Linked DNA regions of Columba livia: region 2 is linked to region 1. A link is a contact called in public Hi-C data. All regions are on one chromosome and are shown on one strand. Each heading gives the region's core, a stretch centred on a gene start, on an enhancer-like site or on the middle of the called end of the contact. The rest is flanking DNA. Distances are from core to core; before and after follow the strand shown.

Region 1 (6,602 bases), core at 3,133-5,632:
GTGCTTGTCAAAAGCATAGAGGATGTATCATTCTATGTGTTTTTTAGAATTTCAACATGTTTTGCCTGAAGAAAATCAGCAGATGAGCCAGAAACACCCTGCCAGTGTCTGTTCCCTTTTCTGTTTCTGGACCATAGTCCCTCCACGTGGTGTTTATACTTCTTGCTATGCCAGTGTTTGCTGCCAGAGGCAGATCTGCAGAATTTGTAGGAGTGCTGTGTATTGATTGAGCAAAGCATTTGTTATGCAGATCTTTTCAGAGACTCAGTGTAGAAATCCTGCAAGCCACATTCAGCTCCTACTGTGCTGCTCCAGCACTGTGTGTGAGGATGCATTTTGCCCAACTTCTGGGTTTCTGCATGCAGAATTACAGGCTGTTGAGGGGAGCCAGGCGCTCTGTTGCTATGGAGACCAGGGCTTGCTGCAGTAACAATCCCCGCTAACTGGTATTAATGATGCTGTGTAATCAGGGCCGGGGAATGGACATGGCAGCCGGAGCTGAGGCCCATCACTGATCTCTGCTGAACCCAGCTGCTGGTATCGACCGCAGCGAGTGAGGCGTGTCCTTGGCTCACACACTCCTGCCTCTTGTTGACGTGTTTGCACGCTGTGGCAGCCGCTCTGTGAGTCCCCAGGTGACCTAACGGGAAATCTTGTGTACGTTGTGCTACATGATACGCCGTGGTGTGTGCTGCTACCGGGAAGAGGGAAGGTGCTTGAGTTTGGGAAGGGTGTGAACCTATGCAGGCCTGCTGCCAAGCTCTCCGGCTCTCTACAAAATACCAAGTGCTGCCTCGAGGTGGATCCATCAAAAGCCCAATGCAGGGAACAGGATGGGGACACGCTGGGTGGTAGGAGGCTAGAAGAAGGGATGTGGGGAAACACTGCTGTGTGGCAAGAATAAGCACTGAAGAAGAGGTAGGATGAGACTGGCTGCCAAAAGGCATGAGGAGATACTAACAGATGATCTTTTTTAGTCTAGGAGCTTGTTTGGAAGGCAGGCGACACACTGGCATTACATACAGTGCTTGCTGATGGGTGATTTTTCCTTGCGAGTTCAGAAATACGGAACGGCAGAGGAGCTTCAAGAGATTTGCTTTCTGCCAAACACAGGAATAAGGAAAGGCTTAAACTAAAGTCTGGGAGACTTACGTAGGATGTGTGTCCCATCTCTAATGATGAGAATGATAAATTTTCCTGCTGTTTGGATCAAGAAAAGCCCTTTCTATGGATGTAACAAACTGTAAATTCGGGGACATTGTCTTCATCATTGTATGGCCTCTGCACATATATTGCAATAAGCAATGGGTTATCAGAGGAATAAAAAAATCTCACCTCTGTAATTTGACCGCACTATTTGAATATACAAGGTTGAAGTCCTGCACAGTTCTGCAAAAATATAAGCCCACGTCATACAGATTTGTTATTCCTTTTCTGTAAGGTGCTTTGTTTGTTTGTTTTTGTTGTTATTCTGGTTTGGGTGTTTTGGTTTTGTTTGTTTGTTTGTTTAAACCACTTCATCAAAGGCGTGTTCTGTGTTTCAACAGTGTTTGTGTGCATTTGTATCCATGTACATCTACAAATCGTAACACTGCTAATGCTGGGTAATATTTCAGTAGTCTGACACTTCATATTTTCAGTTGTGACAGTGTTACTAAGCATTCAGACATTTTCAAGAGCAAGACTGAGGACAATTATTTGTAAAGAAGTGCCAGAAATAAGGTTCTCAGGTCGAGATTTCTGGTGATGGAGTTGTGCCCCATTTTCCCATAATATCTTTGACTTACTCAGGGCACAGGCGGGACTTGATTTACATGTGACTTGGGGTTTAATAATCAGGGGGGGGCAGCATTGTTTCTTGAGCTGTGTTAGAAATTGTGTTTGTACCAGGATATGGGATCATGGGGAAGAGAGAAGAGATGGATATTTAGGGAACTGAGCACCTCCCTGGGGATGTGGGTTCTAACTTTCTTCTCAGAGGTCCTGTGTGGTGCTGCTTACATCAGAAAACTCCTGTTTTCAAGGACTGCCAGAAGTTATGTGTTCTCCCCTTTTGTTTGACAGCTTGCCTTCTGATTCATGGTCTACCTACAGAAATACTGAGCGTCCATTACAGCAAATTGAGCCAATGGAAATATCACTTTAGAATTATAAATGCTATGTGTAATGTATATGCCCTGAAAAATAAGATCTGAAGTGTTTCTTGTTGGTGCAGCCGAAATTAGCAGATACATTTAGCCTTGTAAGCTGAAGATTAAACCCCTTTTATTTCACAAAGCTGTTATTGAAAATAAATGTGTTAATACTTATTATAGATATATATATAACAGAGAGACCTACAGAAAGGCCTATGAGGAAATTAATACTTTCGTCTTAAGAAATCAAGCTTATCATGCAGAATGAAAGTCCTTCTGCCACCCGTTGAGCATCAAGGAGAAAAGAAGTGCTCAAAGAGCTGTTTCTCAAGTGCGTGCTGCGTGGGCCTGCCCTCTGAAAGAGGCAGAGGTCTCATGAATACATACCGTGTGATTATTAATTACAGACTGTCTCACAGTACATACACATAAGGGGATTGAATAAAGATTATGGTCTTAATTAGGAATTTTTTTAAGATTTACATGCTTGTCTTTGCAACCTATTGTATCTTCTAATTAATTGTTCTGCACTACATGCTGTTTCATGCCCATTGGGCTAGAGAACGGGTGTTAAAACTGTCAGTTTGAACATTGTAACACATTCTCTACAAAATTTGGTAGCCTGGCTTTCAGAATTCCTGTTCTGTTAGTGCCTGAATTAGACCAGAATAGGTGGAATACACAGCAACATGAATTGTTATCAATAACAACCTCTTCTAGCAAAGCACTTCACAGTAAAAAAGTGTACATGGAATTTGGATCTGCAGTTCTTGAGGACTTTTGTTGTGCAGTTGACTCTCTGCAGTCACTGAAAATCTCCCAATAGAGAACAGCAGAGAGCAACTCTAGGAGTCTTGTCAAGGAGTCACATCACTCATTTTTTGCAGTGAACAGCCAGTGTTCAGCTCCCAGAGCTCTGGGCTTATTTTCCAATTTGAGCCTGTAACGATGCAGAGATCACACAAGGAAAATGGCTGTGGGTGTGCCTCTTTATGCTGCTTAACATGGAACTTTTGAATTTTGCATCCTTTCCCATCTGATATCACTTTCTTCCACAGCTTCCTCATTCTCTTAAGCTACCATCTGCATCTTCTCTCACACGTCTCGCTTTTGTTGTGTTTCTGTTGTGCTGCTAGGTTAATTATATATAAGCAGCTTAAGATCTTGTAGGAGGTGAGACTGTACGTGGAATACTGCTGGGCATATTTCTGTTTCTGTTGCAGAAATACCTGCTTTTTCCAGCTTAGGGGCAGGTTAAAACAGTAGCAATAAATGAATTGGGGAAAAAAACCCTAAAGGGCAAATAAGAATCATCAGGGTTTTTGTACTCACCTGTACAAAACAACAGCTGAAGTGACTATTCCTGCATACACGTGCCGTTGAACGTGTGATTAATTCAGGAATAGTCTCTTTATGTATGACTAAACAGCAGCAGCTAATCTAAGATTATACAAAGCAAAAGAAAACAGGAGTCTTTAAAAAGGTTACTGCAGTTTCTTCTCTATATCCTCACTGGGCACTGTTTTCTTTCTGCCTCTGAGAGATGATTAGTCTATGGCAAACAGCATTTGCTGAGACACTTGTGTTGATGGCTAAAGAGAACATACTTTGCATTTGCAAGTGGAAATTTTGTCCTTGCTGTGTTAAAAGACAGCACTAAATCCCAAATGCATTTCTGCTGATGGAAGGCAAAAAGCCCTGTGCTGTTCTCTCTCATGTGGAAACTCCCGAGTTTAATGCTTCTCTGAACGTTATGTGTGGAATTACACTGTAGGTTGCATCGTGTAATCTCCTTCATGTTCCAGTATTAAACCATGATACAGTAGCAAATTCGGAGAAATGAGAAAGGTACCGTAGTGCAAAAAAGCAGGAGGCACCCTGCTCCTTCCTGAGTGGTACAGAGGATGGTGAAAACAGAGTGGTTAGTTTTAAATGTGATGTAAAATCATATTTGTCAAGGTCACGGGCCTATTTATGTTTGTGAGCATCTGCTACGCTAAAATTAGCACTGGGTTAATTTAAGGGAAGGCTGTGACGAGCAGCACGCTGAGCTGTGCCACTTTGTGCTTGTTGCCGTGTAAAACTTTTGAAAGGGAAATACATCCAGGGAGCCCTGGGTGGCCCCTGCCTGGGAGAGCTCCAGACACCAGGTGGTGAGACCAGCACCATCCTGCTGCCAGGAGGTCAGGGCACTGCCCATGGGATTTCCATAGATCTGAGTGTTTAAAATAACTTTGGTGTCAGCATCAAGCCCTCTCCTGAGTTTTACGGCAGGCTTTCTGCAAGGAGGAACTCAGAAAGGTTTGCTGTTCGGTTTTCCTCGTCCTGTTTGCTTTGAGGTGGGAGAAGGAGCGCAGAGAGCCTTTGCTGAGAGTGCCAGTCTGCTGGGGCTGATGGCTGGAGACTGACGGGGTCACAGCAGTTGTAGCAATTGCTGCAGGCATGCAGAATTGCCGCTTTGCTGCCCTGGACCAGAAAATCTGGAGATCTTCCCCAAGAGGAGTTTAAAATTAGTGAAAAAGTAGTTTACCTTTTATTTCAAGCAGTAAAAATCAGTTGCCTAGCAGACAACTTTTTGCTCTTCTAAATTGCATTGAGCTATTAAATTGTACTAACAGTATAGAAGCCTGTTAATACAGTTCAAACAGGCTGAAATTACGGCATCCGGAGATGAGAAGGTCCTTCTGCTTTCCCTTGCCCGGCGCGGTGCGTCTGCTGGGGACAGGCGGGCCGGGAGTGCCACCGTGCGGTGCAGCCTGAAAATGGTTGTACATGATCCTTTACATCAACCTTCAATAGAATGCGAAAGGAATGCAACGAAAGAAGGATGAGAAGAACCCCAATAGTGCTGTAGGTCAACATAAGAGTAAAGAAGCTATGCTGCTGTGGTGGGTTAACAGTGGCTAAGGGCCAAATACCTGCCCAGACACTCATTCATTGCCCCTCCTCAGTGAGATGGGGTGGGGGCAAATTAGAAGAAGCTAGGGAGATCACTTACCAATTACCATAATTGACTGCAAGCTGTACTTAAAAATTAATTTGATTTATTGCCAATTAAAATAGATTCAGGTAGTGGGAAACAAAAAGGCAAGCATTAAAGCAAACCTTTCTTCCTCCTTCCCAGGCTCAACTTCACTCCTGACTCGCCTGCCCTCCCGGAGCAGTGCAGGGGATGGTGCGGTGTGACAGTACATAGAGGGTCCTCTCTGCCACTCCTTCCCTCTCTTATTTAAAAACATGTGACATACTGCTATATCGTATTAGATTGTAAAACCTTTTAAAAATCTAACCTTCCTTATTCTAAGACATGGACATGCATATGTAAAATGCAACAGTACAGCATTGCTGTATACAATGCTGTTCACTGCCGCATTGCAATACCCCATCTGCATCTCTTTTTTAGTTTTTGTAATAATTCTACAAACTTATGTACATGTATGGACGATGCAAATTATAAATCTTCCATATTTTTAAACCCAGCTTGGGTTGTAAACTTCTAGAGGGAGGAACAGGGGACACCTGGGATATGCTTCTGCAATTCCAGTTATGATAGAAACTCTGTATACCCAGATAAGCCATTCCTCCTCACAAACCTCACTTCTTGAGGGTGCAAATTCTATTTTAGCTCTGGAAAGACAGACGTGAAGCTTGCTTTTTCAGGACCAAAGACCACTTGGAAACTATCCTTTAACTCAATAGAGAAAAGTGTGGATCTGAGAGTAGAATTTTGCTTATCTAGTGCCCCCTTGTACCTGCTTGAGGTTCAGATGATTTCTTCTGCCCTTGTGGTCCTTTTGTCTTTATATGAATGGAACGCACCAAAGAGGGACTTGAATATTGTGATTTAGACAGAAAAAAGTACAATGGCTCTGAAATCCATGAGAACAGAATTGCCTTTGTTTTTAGGTTCACATTAGTGCTTTTCACTGAATCCACAGTTGTTTTTTAACCTCCCTGAATTAAAAAATATTTAGAATCTTCAGATCTTGTAGGATCTGAATCTACTACTGTTATGGAAACATAACACGGTACTACAGTGTAGGCTTCACTTGAGTGCTTGCTGTTGTTTTGAATATCTTTCACTTTTAGCCAACAACAAGCCTCAGGCTCAGCTGATTAATTAAGGACTGGCTGATTAAGAAAGCACTTTGCTATGCATGGTTGCGTTCTCCAAGAAAAGAGATGACAACTAAAGGAGTGGAGGGACTGCTAAATCCTCTTTGCTAGCTGGTTGCAGTTATGGACAGGTGAATCCTGGTGATTTTATTGTTCTATTTAGCATTTTCGTAAAAGTTTGCAAATGTTTCCTTCAACATAGAAAAGATGATGTCTCAGGATATCTCTGCATTGTACAATGGTGAACAGTGCAGCGACCTTCAAGTCAGCACCAATAGAGACAAGATAAGCATGTCAATGCAAGGCTACAAATTAACCCGGCTAAAAGATGGGGCAAGACATGCTGATGTG
Region 2 (6,299 bases), core at 3,066-5,565, 310 kb before region 1:
TTTCTGTTGAACGAAGTATGCTCTGGTATGACTGTACTGAAAACGGTAAGACGACTGATGTACAGCAGTGAGAACAGCCAAGGACAGTGGACTGAGATGACAGCCGTCAATTTCTGAAGTTATGCAGGTTCCAGATGGTCAAAATCTGCTCCAGCCTCCTTCGCCCGTATGCCATGGCTCATTTTCATCAATCTCTGTGGGGTTTTTGCCTTGGGAAGGAAACAAGGGAGAGGAAATGCCAGTCTCAGGTACGGGTTGATGTGATGGTAGGCATCTTTCCTGTAAGATCGGCACTTCAGACAAGTGGAAGTAAGTCTCAAAATAATCCATGGACACCCCTTCTTCAGTCTCCGCTAAAATCTGGTAGTCCCCAAACAAAATGATACACTTCCATGGCAAGTCAGTTTTGTTTAAATAACCCAGTTCTGTTTGGTCCACCATCAGTTTTGTTTTCTTGCTCATGTTCTTTATCTCAAAACAACATTCTGAGCTGTTCAGTTTCCTGTAGAACTGCAATGAAAACTGAATCCGAGAAACACGAGTATCCATTAAGTTGTAATGGCAGACATTAGAATCACGGCCAAACTTGGCCACTTCATCTGCCCTGACTTGTTCTCGCCTACAGAAATTCAAGCAACTAAACATCTGGTCATTTTGGCAAGGGTGGTAAAAGGTCATGTGGAGACATGTTACTGTTTCTTCAGTGTCAGCTTCTTCAAAAGAAATCATGATGAAATGAGTTCCTCAGATCTATAAGAAAGAAGTAAAATCACAGCATGAAATCACTGCAGTACCAAAAAAATGGCTTCAGCGTGGCGTTAAAATACTTCACATATTTTTGCATCGTGACTGTATACAATTTATAGTAAATTGTCTGACAGTGAATGTAACGAAACCTCTGGAATGAAGAAGTTGAGCGCACCCAGCCCATGGTAACCATCATTTCCCAGCACTTTGCCTAAGGCTCATGTGGTGACCACAGCCAAGTGCCAGATTGTTCTGTGCTGAACTCCTCCCAGCAGACAATCCCACATCTGTTGCAATGGCTGCCTAGCACTTCAGAACTCCAAAAAACACCCGTGACTCTCAATTGCTGCCAGCTCATTCTTTATGAGGATCTCGCAGGTAGATTTATCTTTGGAAGAAATATGTCACTTAGCAGTGTCAGTAAGATCCACTTTATGAACTTAAAATGGAGCATTAAGTATTACTTACTGTCCAGGCCCGTGTGCTCTGTTTTACAGCGTATTCCTTTGACTAGAAGGCATCAGACAACTTTTACAAATGCAGTCTGACTGCAGTCAGTAATATTTCAAATGTGCATAAAGCACTATTTTGGTTCTTTAGTCAGAATTTACCTCTTCTATGAAAAAAAAATACAATATTTAGAAGTGACTGATGTGACAGTATGTAAAATGAATGCAAAAGCTGGAATAACAGCAAGCCCTAAGGGAAGAATTGTCAGCAGCTCTAGGGTATTCCCCTGTTGCCTGTTGGAAAATCACAGCCCTCTGCTGAAGTACCTAACTAGGAACTAGAACTAAGAAATAACTTTTCTTGGTTTTGTTGTTTTGTTGTTTTCTTTTTTAAAGCTTTTCACAGCACAGAGATGCTTACTTATGAACTAAATTCTGTTGCAAAGTCTCGAGCAACTGAAGTGCAGCCAAAAAAAATCTATGAGATACCTTAGGAAACACTGCGATGTGGTTCTCTATACATGCAAACTCAGTATTCTCCTGCACTGAAACTTAATCTAAAGAAAGACTCTAGGTACTTAAAGTAGGAACCAGAGGATAAATTCTTAGTTTCTCACCAGAGAAACGTGTTATTAAACTGCGTTATTCGTAAGCGGCCATTTAACTTGAATCATACAGTGCAGATGTTTGTATTGGTTCTTCTAGATCACAGTAAGTTCCTGACATGTCACGTACCAACCCTGAGCTTTCTTGGCAGCTCTATTCAGTGAATGACACTGAGAAGCAGCTTACAAAATAATCTGGTATTTTTATGAGTAGGTGAGTCATCACTGCAGTTCAGTATTCTGAATTGTGGCTTTTTTTTAAGGCTAAATTACACCACTGTGCATAAACTCCATGCACAGTCAATGGTTGTATGCCAGCCTGCACTTTCTGAAACCTCAAAATTGCTTTCTTCTTAGACCTTTTAGCACAATAACAGCAATAGCTCTGACACAGTAGTTTAGCAACCTGAGCTTACTTACTGAAGTAGGCTACAACAGCGCTTCTACCAAGTTTAGATGAAAAAAATTTCAAGTAGCTCTCAGAGCTCACTTTAAACGTCATTGATGCTCCTGACAGACGTACAGACAGGCACCCTGCTGGCAGGTATTCATTCACCATGTGTAAGCCACGCTGCAGTGGCATTAGTATCTATTCCTCCTTCCACTTGTATGCCTCAACGCTGGTGAGCTGGAAGCAGCTCTGCGAGCAGGAGGATGGACTGTCCCTCTCTGTGCTCAGTTCTGCCCTTCCTGCTTTGCACCACTACGAGGATGTGAGATGTCACATGAGGGCAGCTTTGGTTAAAGGGGAAAACCAAGTCAGTTCATTTAGTTCGCAGCCCACTTTACAGAGACAGTTTTCTATCTTGAGGCTTGGGCTGAATTTGAAACCAACACAAAAGCGTTTTCTGCTTCCATTAGTATCTTCCTCAGTTGGCTTCTGAAATGCAGCAGGACTGGGCAAAACACAGGAATAGAAACAGATTTTGAGAAATCTGCAGTATATACAACTGTGTATCAGAGCAACATAAGATGTTGTCTTTATTCATGTTTTTGAATTTTACAAATGGCTACATTTATTAATTTGGAAGGTGTAGAACTGCCACTGATTGCTTTAGAAGTACAGCAGCACTCACCCATTGAACCTGGATCTCGGCAGCTCCCACCCACTCCACTATCTATTCAAGATCTGCTTGTGTGGCATCTCTAGCAACCTGAGGTCAGTTGCCAAGTCCTGCATTATTAAAGGTTTATTGAGGTTGGACTAAGCATACTTTCATGTAAATACTGAAGGACTTTCTGTTTACTAGACTCTACTGGTCAGGAGAAAGATTTTTTTTTGAGAACTCTCTCTAGAGAAAGAAACATTCTGTAGTTATATCCAAGCTTCTCCTGCAACTGTAGAGCAGCCCATTGCACTGCTTTTGACTGTACCTTAAGTCCATCAGTTGTGATCCTTCCTCTTTCCCTTCTCCTTCAGTGTGCATCATTATCCCCATTTTTTGAGACAGGAAAATGACACAGAGCATTAAGAACAAGAATACCTAACTTGAGAATCATAGGGCTCCCATTTGAGCGTGTAACGTATTCAAGAGCTGTAACTCTATACCTAGAAATTATCACTCAGGGATCTCTACCATTTGCTTTTGCAGATTAAAATATAAGTGTTCAATCTGTGTACCAAGAAAAAGAATTTATTAACTTTCATTTTAAATGACCATGAACTTTGAGGCAGGGGCAGCACAGAGTATGATTTTAAAGCACGCTATTTAAGGACAGCTATCCCTTTTGTCTCTCCAAAATGCTACGCTGTGGTCGCTGGTGTATCTTTTGCAATCTGCAAGAGATGATGCAGGAGGCTGGCACCCCACAGCTTGTGTTTCAGTCTCCGCTCACCCCCGGGCAGGTTTGTCCTGCGCACTGGGCAACGCAGGTGTCTGGTGCAGGTGTCTGATGCAGCCAATGCACTGACGCCCAGCACGAAAAGCCAATGGCTCCTGGGCGAGTGTACCTCTGACAGCTCCTAACCTGGGAGCACTCAGTGTCCCAAAACCTCAGTGTCACTAAAATACCATCTTTGCTGTTGTTACACGAGAATACGCCCAAACTGCTGCCTGCCCGCGGCCCCAGGAACACACCTTCAGGGCTTTGTGCCGCTCTAGAGCCTTCAGCCAGCTGCTCATCGCACGGACCGCAGGTAAGGCGAGGGCGGGAGCTCCCGAAAGCGCTCGCCACCAACGCCGCCACCTCCGTCGAAAGTGACCAAGGAAACCCCGGCGAGCATCCCGCCCCCTCACTGCCCGCGCCTGGGGACCCGGCTTCCCCGGCACCGCACTCGGAGCGGGGCACGGCCCCCGGCTGCCCCTCGGTCCCGCCGCACAACCTCACCTGGCCGGCCACGCTGTCCTGCGCGCCGCGGGGAGCTGCGCTGGCTGCGGCCGCCACCGGCTCCTGAGCGCACGCTGCGGCCGCCTGGCGCGGGGAGGTGGATCGGGGAGCGACCCGCGGTCGCGGCGCTGCGGGCCGGTGGGTCCGCTCGGCAGCGGGACGGCCCTCCCGGTAGCGGGGCGGGGGCTGCCCGGGGCCGGTCTGCGGGGCGGGGAGGAACACAGGAGAGCGGGAAGGAGGGGGTAGCGCCCCGGATAGAGCCCGAGGGCGGGCGCCTCCGGAGGAAACCCCCGCACCCCCTGCCTTCCGGAGCGGGGACGCGTTCGTGAGCAGCGCACCGTAAGAGGAACGTTTGGCTGACGGTGTTGTAAAATCGGGTATTTTAAAATATTCCATTATTTTCTTCCGCGTTAAACAACAGTGGTTCAGCTTCATTGCACTGCCTTTGGGAAAAAAAAACCTCGGTTTTCCTTGGCTCCTGATCTAAGCTGAGCTGGAAAGTTTCATTTTATAGTAAAACCTGAGACAGCCCTGCCATCTGGTAGGAAAAAAATAGCAATTCTCTCTTATCCAGCCGCTTGTGTTTTTCTTATTAAGCAAGATTACTCTCAAACACAGAAAAAGAGGTAGAGCACTTAAAACAGTTTCATCTCAGTCTGAATCCTGGGTACCCAGTGTCCTCCCTCACCTGTGTTTGTACAGTGTTGTGCCTCGGTGTAGTTCTGTCAGTCTGATTGCTTTGGCATGGGCACTGAACTACTGTGTTTGTTCATATAAATGAATTCTCATTCATGGGTTCCTTTTATTTATTCAATAAACAGTTGAATTACTCGTGGGTTGATAAGTTCCTTTGCAGTTGTTCTGTTCAATAGCTTTTATGTGTACATTGGCTAATATGCTGTATATGCCCTTCTTCCCTTACATGAGAAAACAAGGGGTTAGACTGTTCTGCAAGAAGTCACGTGAAAGCACAGAAGCACAGATTATTCCAAGTTTCTCCTTAGCAGAATGGCTTTCCTGCAGCAGGCAGGACTGGGCGTGTGTGCCCACACAAAAGCACTTTGCTGCCTTCTGGAAAACACAGAGTTGTGCAATCCTGCCATTTATTACATCTGCTGTTGGGTTTAATTACTGTCAGCCCTTCAGTTTCAAGAAACAGCCTGCTTGCTAGGCCGGCAGAGAGCTTTTCTGGTAGGATTATTTTGATACTTGGGCTATTGAGGTATGTCAGTACTCTTTTATTTCCCTAGGATTATATAAGCTCGTATTAACTACATGTATTTTACTGGTTTATGATTTAAATATAGCTCTGCGTCATTTTGTATAGGAGATGACGGGAACTGGATTTACTGCTCCTCTCTTCCTTAAGTTCCGCATCAGTCGTAATGCTGCCAGCTTTAGGAAAACAACTCCAGGTTTGCCCTGTATGAGAAAAAACTCAGGCGCTGTGTGCTCGTGGGTTTTTCGGGTGATCTCCCTGCGAAAATGGTTACGTGGTTTACTAGAGTTTGTTGGTGTACTACAATAACATCCTTTGTATTTGAAATTTCTGTGGTTAAAAGTGAAACTGCAAATAGATGTGTAAAGTTTGTAGGCTGAGCTGCACTATGTGATGGCAAACTGCTGGGACTTGGGCCAAGGGAGTTAGGTCAACATTAACCTAGTAGCTCTTGTTGCTGTCCTGTTTTGGGTTGTCTGCACAACTCCTTCCTCCCTTGGGGTTGTGATTTTCCCCAGACGTGAATCTATTCCAGCATCCCTGGAGTTACCCAGCTGATAATGGCAGTGTGGTAAATTTGAACCTTCCCAAGCCTGATTGCAGAGCCTGTGACACACAACGTTCCCCTGGTTTATGAAGACAGTGTGGGACATTAAAATAAAGGTGGAGCAGAGCTACGCTCTTCTTTCAAGTTGTCTTCCAGCTGATTTTCAGGCACATATATTCCTTGCCTTGCCAGTCCATAGTGAGGAGGAAGTCCTAGAAAAAGTTATGCTCATTACTTCAAATGGATGTTTCCTCCTTATGTATGTCCAGTGTGGCTTCTCTGTGTAATTATCGGTGGCACATTATTGTTTGGGCTAATTAAGTATTTGTAATGCATAGCTATATTAGGCTGGAAGACTGAGGTGGTTTCGGCTTCGCCATGGTGGTGCGTTGTTTTTCTAACAA

Evidence for each region. Hi-C and Micro-C count contacts between places; a contact is called where the count stands out from the background.
Region 2: a contact with region 1 is called in a Hi-C map of liver, with 4 times the contacts expected there. The contact joins the promoter of TIFA here to the enhancer-like site in region 1. A contact is called at or near these places in 2 of 2 Hi-C or Micro-C datasets (crop and liver).

The regions. Positions count from the first base shown.
Region 1 is chr4:69,759,156-69,765,757 of bColLiv1.pat.W.v2, reverse strand. All of the region lies in intron 1 of ANK2 (ankyrin 2), which reads left to right. Among named protein-coding and RNA genes, the nearest start is that of ANK2, 160 kb to the left of the region's middle. Within about 2 kb of position 4,382, at least 1 of the 3 cell types and tissues checked has an H3K27ac peak away from gene starts, as active enhancers do.
Region 2 is chr4:70,069,186-70,075,484 of bColLiv1.pat.W.v2, reverse strand. TIFA (TRAF interacting protein with forkhead associated domain) reads right to left here and starts at 4,315. Exons shown (of 2, transcript XM_065062309.1): 1 at 4,130-4,315; 2 at 1-750. The coding sequence starts at 729. The coding sequence ends at 139. ALPK1 (alpha kinase 1) reads left to right here and starts at 3,455. Exons shown (of 16, transcript XM_065062294.1): 1 at 3,455-3,938.